Regions from separate parts of the Mus musculus genome. Here region 2 is linked to region 1. Evidence: chromatin contacts called from public HiChIP or PLAC-seq data. All regions are on one chromosome and are shown on one strand. The core of a region is the stretch at or near the end of the contact, and the rest is flanking DNA. Distances in the headings are between cores, read along the strand shown. Region 1 has its middle 130 kb from the start of Mir7094-1. Region 2 has its middle 74 kb from the start of Mir7094-2.

Region 1 (5,231 bases), core at 1,341-3,840:
GAAAGGACATAAGGTGCTTAAGGGGTTTGCAGCCCCATAGGAGGAATAACAATATGAACCAACCAGTACCCCCAAAGCTCCCAGAGACTAAACCACCAATGAAGTAGTACACATGGAGGGAACCATGCCTCCAGCCATATATGTAGCAGAGGATGACCTTGTTGGACATCAATGAGAGGAGGGGCCCTTGTCCCTGTGAAGGCTCGATGCCTCAGTGTAGGGGAATGCCAGGACAGGTAAGTGGGAGTGGGTGGGTTGATAAGCAGTGGGAGGAGAAATGGAATAGTGTTTTTGGTGGGAAACAAGGAGCAGGAATAACATTTGAAATGAAAATAAAGAAAATATTTAGTTTTTTAAAGTCACCCAGAAACTGCCTCACCTAGGGATCCATCTCATCTGCAGTCACCAAACCCAGACACTTTTGCTTATGCTAACAAGAGCTTGTTGACATGAACCTGGTATAGCTGTTATCTGAAAGGCTCTGCCAGAGCCTGACCAATATAGATATGGATGCTCACAGCCAATCATCTCACTGAGCATTGGGACACTAATGAACGAATTAGGCAAAGAACTGAAGCAGCTGAAGGGGTTTGCAACCCCATAAGAAGAATAACAGAAAACAACCAAACCACCAAGAACTCTCAGAGACTAAACAATCAACCAATGAGCACACATCGAGGGACCCATGGCTCCACCTGCATATATAGAAAAGAACTGCCTTATTTGGAAACAATGGGAGGGGAGGCCCTTGGTTATGTGGAGTGTCCATGCCCCAGCTTAGGAAAATCCTAGGGTGGTAAGGGAGATTCTATTTCTGAGTGGGTGAACCACTCTCTCTGATTGGAATGGGAGGGAAGCATGAGAGATGTGGGAGGGCCTATGGGACAGAGGGAGCAGGGGGAGAATGATAGTGATAGGAAGGAAGGAAGGAAGGAAGGAAGGAAGGAAAGAAAGAAAGAAAGAAAGAAAGAAAGAAAGAAAGGAAGAAAGAAAGAAAGAAAGAAAGAAAGAGAGAGAAAGACAGACAGACAAAGGAGGGAAGGATGGAAGAAGGAAGACAAAGAAAGGAGGTATGGAAGAAGGAAGGGAGGAAGGAAAGAAGGAGGGAACAAAGAAAAAGACAGACAGAGAAAGAAAGGAAAAAGGAGGGAAGGATGGAAGAAGGAAGGGAGGAAGGAAGGAAGGAAGGAAGGAAGGAAGGAAGGAGGGAACAAAGAAAAAGAGAAAGAACAAAAGGTCAGGAAACTGTCACACCTCTGCAACTTTACTTTCACTCATGTCTTCTCACACACCTCTTATCTTATCTTCTTATTAAAAAGCAACAAGGAAATTCCAATTCCATGTTGAGTGATCTGCCAGATTAGAGGATCAACGTTCTTTTGCTTATCATGTAGTAAATAAAAAATTACTTGAGTGACATTCTGTTAAATGAGTTCAGGAATGGAAGCTTTAAAGGGAGGAATCACTAGTGCAGATAGCAAAGATAAAATGAAGGAGTCAGCACAATGAGAACATTAAAATAACTTTTTAGTGAAATTTTGTAAGAATTTTTCTGATTTTGGTCCATAGTCCCTTTCTGCTTACCTTACTTTCTTCAAAGAAAATCATGCTATGTTTATAGATTTTGGAGATTTAATAGAAATCTAAATGATATTAAATGCATATATTGATGATTTGTTTGAGGTTATATTCCACCGTGTAGCATACTAGTCTTATATTTAATTAAAATAATTATGTAGCTACATTTTATTAATAGTAAATCAATTTATAAATCCATGAATGCATATATATGATTGCATAATACATTTCATGTCATATGTATTATATATGATATACAATGAACAATTATTATGTGTTATATATGATGTATGATATATGATTAATATGGGTGATCATATGATATGTGCTATGTGATATAGATATGAGATATATGCAATATTGATATGCAATATATGATATATGATACATTAACTATATGTCTATACACATATGCATATATATGTGTATATACACACACATATATGTATACTCACACACACACACACACACACACACACATATATATATATATATGTATATATATATATGTATGGGAGAGAGATATGATATGTCTTTTTTATGGGATGTGTTTGAGGTAACAAGGTAACATCCAACCGTAAGAATCGAGTTACTATGTAATGTCCTCCAAGGAAGCAATCATACTTTGTGTATGATCACAGGGGTTTGGAGGAGTCTTCAGCCTGAATCTAGGTACAAGTTATTATGCACTTTCCCTTCATTCTCCAGTCCACCTGAGGATATGAGATGTCCATAGTGGTTGTGAGTTAATCTTTATACCAAAACAGTAGAAATATCTGCCCAAGCTTCCCTAAGAGATGATTGTTGCTTCTTAGTTTTTCAGTTGAGGAATTTATTCCATCACGAGAGCAGCTGTGTTTGTGGTAACAAAACAGTCATAGATTGAGGCATTCCCAGGAGAGTGACTTAAGTTCAAGAGTAAAACAATAGAGATCCATAGTCACATCTGCTTAGGGTCTTTCAGGGGAAGCATTATACCTCATTAAGAAATGTTCCCTTGAGGGTTTCATTCCGTTAAGTAGGTTGCATCCTGTATAGTAAGAGGAGGAAATCCTAATGGAGTCTGGAACCTCCCTTGGTGGATAAGTCTGCACCCGCTCTTCAAATCTCTGTTTGTGTGAGTGTGCTGTGCACATCACCTACTGACCTTCATTCTTCCTGCAGGAGGGCTACTCTTCTCTGGAGCTCTTCTTCTAATATACATCTCCAGAGTCTGGTTGTTATATTTCTTATCCAGATACAGACTTTGAGCTTCCTCTATGTTGGTTTCCTTGGGCTTTGGCACCCTGAATATATGGTGATACAGTAAGCATAGTGGCATTCTGTCTATAGAAATGGAGGAGACAATTGAATACAAATTTGCATATAATCTGACCTTCTCTCCCAGTAATAATTCCAAATCCTAAAACAACAGCTTCACCAGTGTTATGGTTTGAATATGCTTAACCCAGGGAGTGGAGCTATTCGGTGTGTAGTTTGTGGTACCAACATCTTGATTCTCCAACCTACTCTAACCTCTGCTATGGAGCATGCCCAGCAATAGCTCCTAAAAGTGAAACCAGGAGCTGTACATAAGAGTCTCTGAGAGTGTTTATGCCTCACCAGACTAACCTTAGTTCTACAAACTGCAACACATAAAGGAAACTTGCAAACACAGAGAATCCTATCAGCAAACTCACGTAGAAGCTCACTACGTGTCTTGTTCATGTCTGCCTATATACCTAGTTTCTCTGATTTTTCATAAATTACCTTTATAAGCAGCAACAAAGAAACCAAAATCGCTCTCAAATTCCTGCTGTGGTCTGTATTTAGTGCTGATCACTGAATATGAAGACCTGGAAATTCAGGGCTTATCTGCTTGCTTGAGTTTCAGGGTCAGGGCATGGCTGTCTTTTCTGAGAAGAGAGAGATCTTATTTGCATCTCTTCTTGCTAAATAGCAACTTCTGAGGGTGGAGCTCAGAGAGGACATGTCCTGAACTGGAAATGTGATGGGGAGTCTGGCAATAAGGATAAAGCTTGAATATCTTTTTATCACACAACAATGTGTGAAAGCTTCCATTTAGAATAATTAAGAAAGTAAAAACTGAAACAAATTTTACCACTGAAGATGACATGAATGTATAGACTGTATCGACACAATGATTTCATAACAATTATAATTATACCTATATTTCTATGAGGGAATATTAATTATGCTAAAATAAATCAAGAAATAAATGCTATTTTCAGTTGTTAGAAAATAAATAATAAATTGTGCTCTTGTTGGCCTGCTTTTATTTGAAGGAAAATGGATGAGTAGTGGATATGTTGTAGAGTGGAGGGGGTAGAGTATGGAAGAGAAGGGAAATTGTGTTTGAGATGTTTGATATGAAAGAACAATTTGTTTTCATTAAAAAAACCATAAAATCAGCCCAAGATTTAAAAATTAGTAAAAGAAAATTAAATATGAGAATTCAAATTAACCTGGAAAACAGAGAGTAAAATGTATAAAATTTTGTGAAAAGAATTAAAATATGCAATGCTGGAAGGAAATACTTTGTTAAGAAGTTAGACAATATTTTTAACTTTAGATGCTATGTAAACATGGTGACATGTTCATCATATTTTTATTATAAGCCCTAGTTGTCTCGGGAGAGTGAATATCAATTAAGAAAATTCCTCCATCATATAGGGCCACTAAGACAAGTATATTGGACACTTTATTGATTAAAACTGAAGTAGAAGGGACAAGAGTATTGTGCATATTGCCACTGTAAGAAGGAGTTCTGGGTTGTATAATAAAGAGTTGAGTGAACTACAGAGAACATTCCAGAAAGGAACATTGCTCCATGCCCTCTTCATCAGTTCTACCTTTCAGTCTCCTGCCTTTAGTTTCTCCTTTAGTCTTTAGTTTAGTCTTTCCTCAATGATAATGTAATTTGTGATTGGGATGTGTAAGACAAAGAAACCTCATTCACTTTTGGAAGTGTTCTCAATAAAGGACAAGTGGACAAGTGGGATTTGTATCAGAATAGTTAATATAGTGTTGATAAACCTCTTGAATTTGGAAAATAGCCAGTATAGAAAGAGTCAATCTGGAATAAAGTAATGATGTATGGAGCATTGTATGAACAGACACAAAAATATGCCACAGAGTAAGCCACACAACATAGAATCAAATTAAATGATCACAGGAAAAAATGCAACAGACTAGATTCTAAAATTATTCTGACATATTGAAGTTTTAAATTATTTTGACATGGCAATAAATAGTCTTAAAATATTCTAATATGGCAATTTGAAGAAGTGTTAATTTTATATGCGAGTTTCAAAAATATTATCCCCATTCAGCAGAATTAAACTTTCTATACTTTTTCTATATATGCAAAATCATTTCTGAGTTCGAGGCCAGCCTGATCTACAGAGTGAGTTCCAGGACAGCCAAGGCTATACAAAGAAACCCTGTCATGAAAACAAAAAACAAACAAAAAAATCATTTTGTAGTACATTGTCACTGAAAGCTATGATCACCAACAATTGAGGAAATATGGCATGATATTGGGCTTAGTTTTACAAATGAAAACACGAAAACAAAGGAAATTGGGCCAAATTTCTCAGGTTTACATTATAAACATTATTCTGTGTAAGAAAATAAATTAACAAAGTATAGAA
Region 2 (4,938 bases), core at 972-3,471, 250 kb after region 1:
AGAGGAATGGATACAGAAAATGTGGTACATTTACACAATGGAATACTACTCAGCTATTAAAAAAATGAATTTATGAAATTCCTAGGCAAATGGATGGACCTGGAGGGTATCATCCTGAGTGAAGTAACCCAATCACAAAGGAACTCACACAATATGTACTCACTGATAAGTGGATATTAGCCCAGAAACTTAGGATACCCAAGATATAAGATACAACTTGCCAAACGCATGAAATTCAAGAAGAACAAAGACCAAAGTGTGGACACTTTACCCTTTCTTAGAAATGGGAACAAAACACCCATAGAAGGAGTTACAGAGACAAAATTTGGAGCTGTGACGAAAGGATGGACCATCTAGTGATTGCCATATGCAGGGATCCATCCCATAATCAGCTTCCAAATGCTGACATCATTGCATACACTAGCAAGATTTCGCTGAAAGGACCCAGATATAGCTCTCTCTTGTGAGACTATGCCGGGGCCTAGCAAACACAGAAGAGGATGATCACAGTCAGCTATTGGATGGGTCACACGGCCCCTAATGGAGGAGCTAGAGAAATTACCCAAGGAGCTAAAGGGAACTGCAAACCTATAGGTGGAACAACAATATGAACTAACCAGTACCCGTGAGCTCTTGTCTTTAGCTGCATATGTATCAAAAGATGGCCTAGTCGGTCATCACTGCAAAGAAAGGCCCATTGGACTTGCAAAATTTATATGCCCCAGTACAGGGCAACGCCAGGGCCAAAAAGGGGCAGTGGGTGGGTAGGGGATTGGGGGGGGTGGGTATGGGGGACCTTTGGGATAGCATTGAAAATGTAAACGAGGAAAATACCTAATTAAAAAAAAAACAAAAAACAAAAATTACAATTTTATTTTTATAATAATATGTCAAAAAATAATGAACAGTCCTCAGATGCCTAGTATACAGCTGGGAATGTTTTTGTCTAGGGAGTATTTTATGTTCAGGTTATAATCTGGATTAATGGGCCTGCATATATATATATATATCAAAAATAATAAATTTAAAGAAAGCATAGGAAAAATTTGTGATATTTAAATAAGACTCGTAATTTAGTTTTAGTATTATCTCATTGATCTAGATTTTTTCATGTTGAAGTTTATCTGAGACATATGATTGTGGAAAACTGAGTAGAGAGCACATATAAAAGCTTTTTGTTTTACTTTATCTGGCAAGTGACTTGCACAAGTAAACATTGCATCCCCTAGAATTTATGAGTTATTAACTGTACATATCAGTGCCATGCACAGGAAAATTTTGTACAGGTTAATGGTCAGAGAGGTCCTACACTTATCCAAGCCAGTATGAGGCAGTTGCACTGTTGTTATTCCCCACATAACTACATGGTCAGGACTCATTTCTTTAAAAGATATTATTTTTTAAATTTAATTTTATTTGTACTTCATTTTTTACATTCTATATTCCATTCTGTGCCCCTCCCCATCCACCCTCTGACTTCTCTATATCCCACTCTGGTTCATTTTTGTAGGGTTCCCCCAACCTCCTATTTCCTGAGATTGCCTGTTTACATTCTTTCTGCAGGTCCTCAGGGCTTCAGTCCTTTTCCCTCACCCAATACCAAATCAGGTTTCCCTTACCCCTTAATGTTCCCCCACTCAGTTCATATTCCTTCACAAGTTCCTCCCTCACTCCCCACTTGTGATTGCTCTCTTCTCTCTCCCAAGTGGAACTGAAGTGGGAATGAGGTGTCCTCAACTTGTTAAGCCTTTTGAATTATGTGGACTATATCTTTTGCATTCCATATGTGTTTTGTTTCGTTTGGTTAATATCCACTTATTAGTGAGTACATGCCATGAATGTCCTTTGGGGTCTGAGTTACCTCACTCAGGATGATATTTTCTAGTTCTAATCAGGATGACCTCTTAATAGCTGAATAGTATTGCATTGTGTAAATGAACCACATTTTCTGTATCCATTCTTCTGTAGTGGGACATCTTGGTTGTTTCCAGCTTCTGTCCATACCACCCTGAACTTTCCCGATCTCATCTTTTAAAGACTTTAAAATTTAGCTGATTATAAGAGCCAGAATGTGTAGGAAACAGTATCTTCTAGTCAAAATGGACTGATGCAAATATAAACTCACAGGGAATAAGCGTGCATCTGTGAAGTGTTTCACAAAGAATCTGTATGATGTTTGATCATGGAGACATCACATGTCAATCACAGCAGGGGCAGATCAGTTATTACACTTAAAAAAGAAAACCACAGAGGAAACAGTTCCCTCCACAGCCACCTTATCTCTCTATGAGGATTGTTGGTCTCATTGTGCCCCCTGCTGGTCATGAGCTCCCATGTGGGTAGTTTTTTTCAGGGTTTACAACTGAAGTTGCAGGTGGGGTGGGTGTGGAGCACCTTCATAGAGGCAAAACGGAGGGTTGACAGGGCAGATATGGGATGGAGGGGTTGTGGAGGGGTAACCAGGAAGTGGGATATCATTTGAGGTATATACAAATGGAATGATTAATGAAAAGTAATAATAAAGTTTCAATTTGGGATATATATATATATCCCAAATATATATATATATATATATATATATATATATATATATATATATATATATATATATGTATGTATGTCCCTGTAATTTCAATGTTCACAGAGCTCAGCTAAAGGGAGAAATGGCTCTTGTTTACCTGGGGATAATGCATCAGAAATTGATTTTAAGTTTTGCAAATATTACTATAATATCCTTCTCAAAGCCAGGTTCCTCCTTGTGGCAATTGGATCCTGCTCTAACAGTTCCCATCCAATAAAAGGTAATGATAGGAGATAACAGGCTCTTTCCTATCTTTATCAGGCTACACCTGGGGAAGAGTCCCTGTGTTCAGAAGGACCATAATAAGTCAAGTTCAGATGAAGGCACCCATGTATTCATGAATTAGTTCCTGGGACACTTGGATATAGGAGTCAATGTGAAAGCTTGTTTCTAATTCCCTTTCCAGTGATTGTCATTATGTTTACCTGTCTTTTAATGAGGGAAAAGGTGAGTTCTTGCTCTTTCAACAACTATGAGCTAGGACATTCTCACCTGAGAAAGTTTAGCTAATTCACTTCTGCTCATGGTTAATTACTTACTGTAAATTGTTTAAATGCCACAGTAAATAGACTTACAGAACAATGGTACAGAGGAGTGAGACTCTTAATATCACAAACTAAAATGTTGCTTCAGCTCAGGACCTGGCTGACATTGAGAATCTCAAACAATTTGAACTTAGTGCTGAAGTAGGCTTGTGTTAACAAGAATTGATAATTAGTGAAAACCCTGCTCAGAGAAAATGAAAAGGTCCAGCCAGATGAAAGGCCTGAATTTTAGAGATCTTCAATGAGAACCACAGCAGAATTGCAGGGAGTGAGAATGAGTCACCAACCAAATAACATACATCAGCTGGAAAAGTGGCCCCAGCACATAGAGTGCAGATGTACAGTTCATTCTTCACGTGGGTACTGCAGCCACTGGAACAGGAGTGGTTCCTAAAGCTCATACCTGTTCTGGAATCTGTTCCTCTAACTTGGTTGCTTTGTGTGGCCTCAGTGTGATAGGATGCCCCTAGCTCTCCAGGGACATGTTATGGCAAGGTTGGGGAGTACCCACTAGGACCCCACCCTCTTAGAGTAGTAGGAATTGACCATTAAAGTCACCCAAAGAGTTTAATCTAACCAAACAAAAACATCTCTTACAAAGTTAAGTTGTAAGTTACTGAATGTGAACATTACAATGGTTTGAAATGGCTGCTGTAAGGATTTGAGGACTTAAGACAAAGTAGAATGAGATCCCTGAACGACGTGGTTTAGGCACCAAACATCCTTTAAAAAGATATAACCAAGCACTAGGCATATTTTATAAACATATGACTAAACACAGAAAGAGCCACAGTTCTGAATAACTTAAAAGGAACCTTGAATATATTAGAGGTAGCAAGGGCTACTAAGCTCAAATAAAGAGGAAACCCTAGAGGCTAGCAGAAAATTTGTGCCCCTACTGTTCTGTCATATAGAAGGACAAACAGAAGTAAGTACCAGCCTGAATAGTATACAGCTATCAACTGAAGCTGTGTCAGTGTGTTCTGAGCACAGCAGTATGTGGCAGTATCTGCAGTGACCATGCTGGAGATTTGAGGACTAATTAGTTGTTGCAGGTGTCCTTGGATACTGTGAGCCAGCTCTTCAGAGATGGGCTGTAGTTCTTTTTTACTCATATTTAAAATATTTCATTTTATTTTATGATATAATGTACTGCCTTTTCAAAGCTTACTCTGTGTCTCAGATGAATTCAACTGTAGATGTATCTCCCTAGATAAAGCAATGGAAAAAAATATATATATATATATATATTTAATTTCAACAATTCAGTAAATAATTTTGTTATCACATAAAGCTGAGTTACACTAAGTCAAGCCACTAATTCAAAATGATGTAAAGTTAAGCTTAGTTTAGAGAGCTGTTTTGTCTTGATTTCTCACAGGCTGCAATAAATACAGTGACCATTAAGTAGTCACATTTCATACTAATAAAAGTGGGAAACTAAAACATCAAATGTTTTAAAGAGCTCTTTAAACTAGAATTTGTAATTTGAAGAGAAAGAGGCAGCCTGAATTTTTAAATCAACTTTGAATATCAATTAATAGTTGCCTTACAGATGGGAAAACAAAGGTAACAGTGGGTTGAGCTTATCACTATATGCTTGCTTTTCTCCTCCTAATATCCTCTGTTGAGAAATTTAGTACTTTGAAAATGTTGCCTTCCACCTTTATGTGATCATTAGATTAGAATATAAATAAGGAAGCCTGCACCACACTGTAAAATGTTATCTAATAAAAATTTGGAGCACAAAATTTTAAGCAATAATCAATGTCACTACCAAACTCACATAATTTCCTTTTCCTTTGTTGATAT

Evidence for each region. HiChIP or PLAC-seq counts read pairs in DNA pulled down with a chosen protein or histone mark.
Region 2: a CTCF HiChIP or PLAC-seq map of large pre-B cells shows a contact between it and region 1, with 3 times the contacts expected there. The contact joins two enhancer-like sites. A contact is called at or near these places in 1 of 15 datasets of contacts at CTCF or cohesin (large pre-B cells), 1 of 484 Hi-C or Micro-C datasets (the C10 cell line) and 1 of 115 datasets of contacts at active chromatin or transcription factors (large pre-B cells).

The regions. Positions count from the first base shown.
Region 1 is chr12:114,337,636-114,342,866 of GRCm38.p6, forward strand. It overlaps Igh. Among named protein-coding and RNA genes, the nearest start is that of Mir7094-1, 130 kb to the right of the region's middle. Within about 2 kb of position 2,591, at least 3 of the 459 cell types and tissues checked have an H3K27ac peak or open chromatin away from gene starts, as enhancers often do.
Region 2 is chr12:114,585,125-114,590,062 of GRCm38.p6, forward strand. It overlaps Igh. Among named protein-coding and RNA genes, the nearest start is that of Mir7094-2, 74 kb to the left of the region's middle. Within about 2 kb of position 2,222, at least 10 of the 459 cell types and tissues checked have an H3K27ac peak or open chromatin away from gene starts, as enhancers often do.